Linked DNA regions of Hermetia illucens: region 2 is linked to region 1. Evidence: chromatin contacts called from public Hi-C data. All regions are on one chromosome and are shown on one strand. The core of a region is the stretch at or near the end of the contact, and the rest is flanking DNA. Distances in the headings are between cores, read along the strand shown.

The links. Hi-C and Micro-C count contacts between places; a contact is called where the count stands out from the background.
Region 2: a Hi-C map of an unstated tissue shows a contact between it and region 1, with 5 times the contacts expected there. The contact joins the promoter of LOC119658025 here to the promoter of LOC119656642 in region 1. A contact is called at or near these places in 2 of 2 Hi-C or Micro-C datasets (an unstated tissue and whole body).

The regions. Positions count from the first base shown.
Region 1 is chr5:24,765,794-24,769,429 of iHerIll2.2.curated.20191125, reverse strand. LOC119656642 (protein virilizer) reads left to right here and starts at 1,657. Exons shown (of 5, transcript XM_038063090.1): 1 at 1,657-1,785. The coding sequence starts at 1,720. It overlaps LOC119656643 (F-box/LRR-repeat protein 4), which reads right to left and starts at 1,538. Exons shown (of 11, transcript XM_038063091.1): 1 at 944-1,538. The coding sequence starts at 1,225.
Region 2 is chr5:25,054,755-25,058,097 of iHerIll2.2.curated.20191125, reverse strand. LOC119658025 (E3 ubiquitin-protein ligase znrf2) reads left to right here and starts at 1,250. Exons shown (of 4, transcript XM_038065257.1): 1 at 1,250-3,204. The coding sequence starts at 2,715.

The DNA of each region.
Region 1 (3,636 bases), core at 408-2,907:
ATGCATTTAGTAATATGCTATATGGTTCGATGTTTGTGTAAACAGCAACAAAAAAAGTTAATGATCGTTTTGGAAATGTTAGAAATTTTCCGTATTAACTTTGAAATCTTTAAATGAATTTGAGGTTTCTGTGGAAGTTAAAAGGAGGTGTTGAAGCGAGTTAAGTAGGAAAAAAGGAAATATGCAGCATACAAGAAAATAAGCTCTCATCCGCTCGTCACGGGACACTACAAAATGTCCGTTTCGAATTCCCTTTTTAGAGAGTATCTGAATCTCATCGGTATCTTGAGAATTCTTATGCAATAGTATTTTTTAGAGCATTGCCATTAAAAAAACAAATATCTTTTCTTTACTAAAAAAATAAACAGAGGCTGGCAGATACAAGAAAATTAATAAGGGGTCACAAAATTTCCTAAATTGACTTTTCATTCCGATCATTTTATGACGGACTTTTGCACCACCCTGCATTTAGCCGGATAAAAGCGAGATGATTAAAGGCACTCCGAGAAAGCCTGGGAGGGCTATGCTTCAGCTAGGATTAAACCTAAATGCCTAATTGGAATTATTGCTGCTGGCAGACTTAATTGCTTGCCTTTCCCTCAATGTAACATTTAACGTAGGTTGTAAATCACAGAAGCAAAACCAATACCAAAAATCCTTACAAAGCTCTAAAGCCACACAAATGTACTGTAATTGCATAAACAATGAACAATTCTACTTTGAGGCGACTCCTCCTCCCGTTGTCGCGGAAGCAAGTCCTCCAAATAGCCGACGCCAACCTAGTCCGAGGCGTAATTCGCCCTCGAAAACTAGAATACAACTTTGCCCTACATTGTCGTGTACACACAAACAATTGTCCACGAAACGTAAACATTCCACGCAACGACACAGCGCCAACCACCACAAAATCAATAGAGGGAGGACCCTCAACCTTGCCACTTACCATAGCAAACGTCTCGGGAAAGTCCCCGTAGTCTGGGTACTTGCAAGGCCTCCCCGTTATGTTTAGCGCCGTATAGGAAATACTGTAATCGCTACCGTACTGCGAACTGAAGTCCACCACATCCTGCGCGTATTGATCGATTAGCACGTCCGAGAAATAATTGTCGACATCAACGCCCGTCGTTGCACATTCGTGCAAATCAAAAACTTCCGCATAATCCGAGGAACTTGTCGTTGTGAGATCACTTGAGGATGAAGTCGACACGGACAAAGGTTCATTCATTTTCACGGATTCGCTTAGTTTTCCTCCACTGATTCCGCAACAGAATTAAATCGGAAATGAAATTCGTTTGGCGGAGGACAACGATTTTGCATTCGCGGAAGGAATTGAATTTTCGCACAAATTGCACGGATTTTGTTCGCGAACGCCAGCGCCGACGGAACGGACAATTGCAACCACCGTTACGGGGTTGATAATTCAATTAAGATTGCATCAGTTCGTACGGTTTAAGTCAATTAATAGAATACAAAACAGAAAAGGAGCTACCGCACATCCCGAGCCTGTGACAGTCTGTACAATTCTTTTGTTGATTTGACGTTGACGTATGAGAATGACTTTTCAAGTTGGGGAAGGAAACAATTCGTACCAATTTCAGAAGAAAAATGCAGTGACATTTACGATCAGCTGATTATACCAGTTGTATCACCCGACTTGAGAAGGGACATGGCCACACTTTCGTCAGTTTTCAAACGTCAACTTGTCAAACAGAAGTGGAAATGGCTGATGCGGACGATTTGGTGGAATTGCTGTTTTTCGATACATTTTCGCATGAAATACACGAGGTATGTACTAGTTTGGTTGTGTAGACAGCAGAGATCTCTCTGTTTTATTGATTTCCAAGTTGGTTCCGTTCTTAGGACCAAACCGAACATTTGTAACCTCAAAAATCCCGGTCAGATGCATAACTTCCAGCGGCGCTACCGATATTCGAGCATAGAATACTAGTTTGCATTATTTGCCTGAAAAAAACTTTATACACGGTTCAAGTGTGAAACTACGAAATAAGACGAAGTGTTCGTTCTTGTTGAAATTAAAGGTGAATTTGCGTTCGATTCGGGTCTGGTGGTGTCAAAGATAAGACGTGTCAACATAAACAAAACGAAATTGTTTACATTTGAACTATTTATGCAAGAGTTACATTTTTATCCACTTTGTATCCAAGGCATACTTCGCGGAAATGAGTTTTTACCTCGATCCACTTCCTTCCCAATGTGGCCAACAATCGGCGAATAAATACTATTCCTACGCGCGGTCATTTCTAGTTGACGACACACCGACAGATTGTGAAGCGATAATCTCTTAGCGAATCCTTGCAGTGTTAAACATTGTTCGAAACCAAGGCACAGCCACCCTTACTGAAACAAACACGCTTCGAATACTTACCTTACTGCCACCATCCAATCCGTTATGGGAATCGATGTTAGGTAGGATTCCGGCTTCAACATTTCAGTCATTGTACATTTGTAATCGCTCATAAAATTAAGAATCATCGCAGTCAACTAAGAGGGTCAAGACATCGCTGAAGACTTAAATGGGCCGTAAAACTCCGTCCGCAAATGCAACTCAGCTCAGTGTCCCGTCGGCACATGTTCTTATGACCGAAAACGCATGGGAAGGTGACTTTGAGTGCGCGGCCCAGACAGACATCGGATCCCTGTACTGCCTGGAGTACAAAGCTTTAATGGGCGCTTGGCTGTCGATGAGAGTAGCTATATTACGCTGGCAATACACTGGCGAATCCTGGGAGACCGTACGAATCGACTAGGCTGTGTGTATCGAAGAAAACCCCGCACCGACTCCTCGGATCATCTTTGATCCGTTGTTGAAGGAAAAATTCTACTTGCAACACGTTCCCGGTTTTCCACTCTGCCCTGGTTGAAATGTCCACAGTAAAGTTCCTCGTATAGCGTCGTCCGTTGCGTCCAGGGTCCCCTAGGTATTTCGTATAGGATGTAATTATGGCCGTAAGGCTTCGATGTCCAGCATCCGGACTTCTTTTGTCTGACAGCACTGCTCGCTACAGCGTGTTGAATGTTGAGGTCGAGGGAAAGATGTAGAAGTACATTGAAAGCATTTGCCAGGCAGCACTGCAGAACCTCACGCAGTTCTTTGAAACCTATTAAGCTACGTTCTATTGTACATCTTGCTCAGCGTCTGTGAATCAAGACTGTATACACCCAGAGGAACATCCTCGACGAAGACCTCATTTCTTTACAAAAGTCCTATCATCATCATCATCAACGGCACAACAACCGGTATCCGGTCTAGGCCTGCCTTAATAAGGAACTCCCAGACATCCCGGCTTTGGGCCGAGGTCAATTCGATATCCCTAAAAGCTGTATGGCGTCCTGGCTTACGCCATCGCTCCATCTTAGACAGGCGCAAAAGCCAACGCAGTCGTTCTTAACCCTTAGTTCTATGTTCCATCTCCAATTTTTGAGCCAGTGTCACACTCCTCCAGGCACTGTCCAGTTATATGGATCAGAAAAGATTGACTGTTCACCTCGGGTTCCTCTTTCGTGATAGCCACACATTCATCCAGGAGCCCTGGGGTTTTGAAGGCATAATGATTGGACGGGCTTCCTTTCATTCATGCAGCAATCATATGCGAGCCGCCGATCTTCTGTTGATCT
Region 2 (3,343 bases), core at 1-2,500, 290 kb before region 1:
GTATGCAGTATTCGTCCATTCCGTTGTTAGCTTAAATTCATCGTCTAACCAGCCGTTCCGACTTTTCTTGCGATTGGGGCCAAGTATCTTTCTGACGGTATCAATGATAACACTCTTCAGGTGATTGTAAAGATCTTTTGTTGATGTTTCATCTTCAGGACATTTGTTATCTGCGGTTATTGCGGGATCCATCCCTCCTTTATAGGTGTTACGGAGGGCTTTGCTGTGCTAAAGTATTCACTTTCACCTGATTGTCAGAGGGGATTCTGGGTGGCGTTGTTATTTGAGCCCGGAGCACCATGCTAGCGAGATAGTGATCCGTGTCTATATTGGCCCTCCTATGTGTTCTCCCATTCATCAAGGCTAAGAGTTGGCGGCGTTCGATCAACACATGGTCAATTTGGTTGAAGGTGATCCCGTTTGGAGAGGCCCACGTATGTTTGTGGACCGCTTTCCGCGCAAATCAGGTACTTCCAACAACCGTTTCGTGCGATACTGCTAACTGAATAATTCGCAGTCAGTTATCATTGGTATCCTTATGTAAGTTATGGGAGCGAACGTATCGCCTGAATACGGGCTCTGTCCCTACTTGACTGTTAAAATCTCCAAGTATGATTTTGATATCATACTTGGGACAGGCCTCAAGGGTCCGCTCAACTGCCTCGTAGAAGATATCCTTCTCCGACTCTGCAGTCTCCTCTGTAGGGAAGCGGGCGTTTATTGAGCTTATTTCTAAATTTGGCTCGCAATCGCTTATGTTTTCAAAGCCGATAAAAGCAGATTTATTTTTTTTGGTTGACTAAGATACCTACTCCGAGCACATGATTTACTGGATGGCCACTATAATATATGGTGTAGTGGCTCTTCTCCAGGAAACTGGCCCCTGTCCAATGCCCATGTCTGTTAAAAGCTGATTGACTACTAAAAAAGTAAAAAGTAACAAACACTAAACTGTATGCTTTCGCGTAGATGAAATTCAAATTGCACGCCCCGAGACGATAGCTGCTTGCTTTATTATTGAATATATAAATCATAATCTCATATGAATAATAATGGAGTTTCATTTGGTAGTATTTTTGTCTGTCTATACTGAAAAAAATGGATAAGATGCACTAAAATCGATTTCTTACCCACTATTAAACTCAACGGTCAACCGTCACGCAAATATCCCTTGCCCTTTCGAGCCCTCATAGGAATTTCCCTTCGCCGGCAACAGTTCAATGCCTTTCCCAAACATTTGTCCACTGTCAAAGAGCTGTCACCTCGGATATCGGGCCATCGGCGCATTCACGACTTGCGAGTTTGAACTTTCCTTCGTCACCAGCAAACCAATATTTTCCTACCACCCTCGCAAAAATTCCATGTTCTTACGCATTGATTGTTGCGGAAGCGTGTGCATGTGTGCGTCTTATCCGTGTTGTGTAAATTATACATTTCTCGTCTTGTAGTCTCCCACCGGGTCGAAGGGAAGTTGCTCGAGTGTCTCAACCGATTCGACGGGCAAACATCGTTGCCCAGAGGAGCTCGGCGAAAAACAACGATAAACAAATTGCAGCCGCACCGTGGCCGTTTGGAATTGTCAAAACAAACCGAAAAGAGTGTAATTAGTGGCGGAGCGACAGCAATAGCGCCGCCGGCAACAAAGGCGACGTCGCCGACCAGTGCAAAGTGAGACGATGGAAGTGATAATTGTGAATCGCAGTGGGGTTGTATCGTGAGCATTTCAGCGAAATTAGATAACAAAACATCATCCCTGGGCCGAGACAGGAGGGTTGGACAGTCGCCCGGGCGCAGAGGTTGCGGGAAAGTGTCGTTCGTCGGAGTGACAGTGACAACAACAGGACAGGGGACAGTGCGAAAGTCGCACTTCCGTGGGGTCGTAGGCCTGTCAGAGTGTCAGAAAAGTGTTTTGGGAAAACTCCGCTCGCCGAGACTCGGTTGTCCAAGAGTTTCTGGGCTCAGCTGCTTCCTCGGACCACCGCGTAGTGCACCCCGTGAGTCGTGAAAATTGATAAGTGGAACGTATACGCAGCAGCCCCTCGTTATCAGTGTGCCCTCCAAATTGTTTGCGCCTACGATAAAATCCCCCAGTGCAAGCTGCTCTGGTTGCCGTTGAATAATATGCCAGTCATTGCTCGCTTGAACAACAATAATTGGCAATTTGTGGAGCGATACGCAGATCAGTGTCGTTGCGTCAGAGTCGTTTCGGGCTGAGTGTCGCAATTTGTATTGGAGGCATTGCGACGGTACTCGGTACCGCGCGGTGCAAGTATGTCGTGGATGCCCTTTATTGGGGTCGTCGCGGGTGCTCCCTTGCCGTTTCGCGGCAGCCGTTTATTGTGATTTAACGAGACTTTGCTTCGTCGTTTTGGGCCTTTTATTTCACCCCGTAATCCGTCATACAGGAGCAATCAGAGGAGAAAGAGATCCGAGTGTCGTTTATTGTGTTTTCATTGGAAGTCTGGAGCCTGCTCAGAACCGAGACAGCTGGGACGATCTAAGGCAGCTCTCAAACCTGCACTCATTCTCCCGAGCAGGCCAGCGCGCATAGTATCCGACCATTTGCAGAGAGAGCGCAATCGATTTTTAGCAATAACTTCTACAGCTGTTCTTCCGTGTTTGTTTCCATTGACGAGGTGTCTTTGGAAGTTGTTTTTTATTGAACATTTCATCGCGAAGCGTCCCGAGGACCGTAGAGGCGGCAGAAGCGCAGAATGGGTGCGAAAGCCAGTACAGCAAACAGCGGACACCAGAGTCCCCGAACACGAACCTTCTCCACCAGTTCGAGTACGGACGTTGTGTCGGCCGGTACGGCCCCCGGCTTCAATTTGTTGCGTGCTCTGCCCGGCGTGCACGTCCAACAGAACGACAGACAGCGCGCTCGAAGCCTATCCTCTGTTCCTGACTTGCAGGCGGCCAATAACAATAATAACAGCCATCATCATTCACATCACGGAAATCATGCAAGCGAAGGGATACCGATGCAACAAAGTTCCGCTGCGGTGGCCGGCCAAATGTACGGGGAACATTCGATTATGATGGGGGCTGAGGACGGAATCCTAGCTGGTGACGAGAGTAGTCAGGCTGTGGGAAATGCCGCTGCGGCGGCAGCAGCTGCCAATGCTGCGGCTGCAGCTGGTGCTCTTGCACTAGGACGAGTCTACACCGCCACATCATTGCCTTCTCATATATGGTCTCTTAATGGTAAGTAGTGATATCGTCCTTTGAATGCCATTCATATGCAGGTTTTATTACGTTAACAGCTGTGAGCGTTTAGGCAAGCAGAGTAATGGTTTCGTCGGGAAAGTGGAGCGAGAAACCGTTGCAAAATGTGCACTTTCGA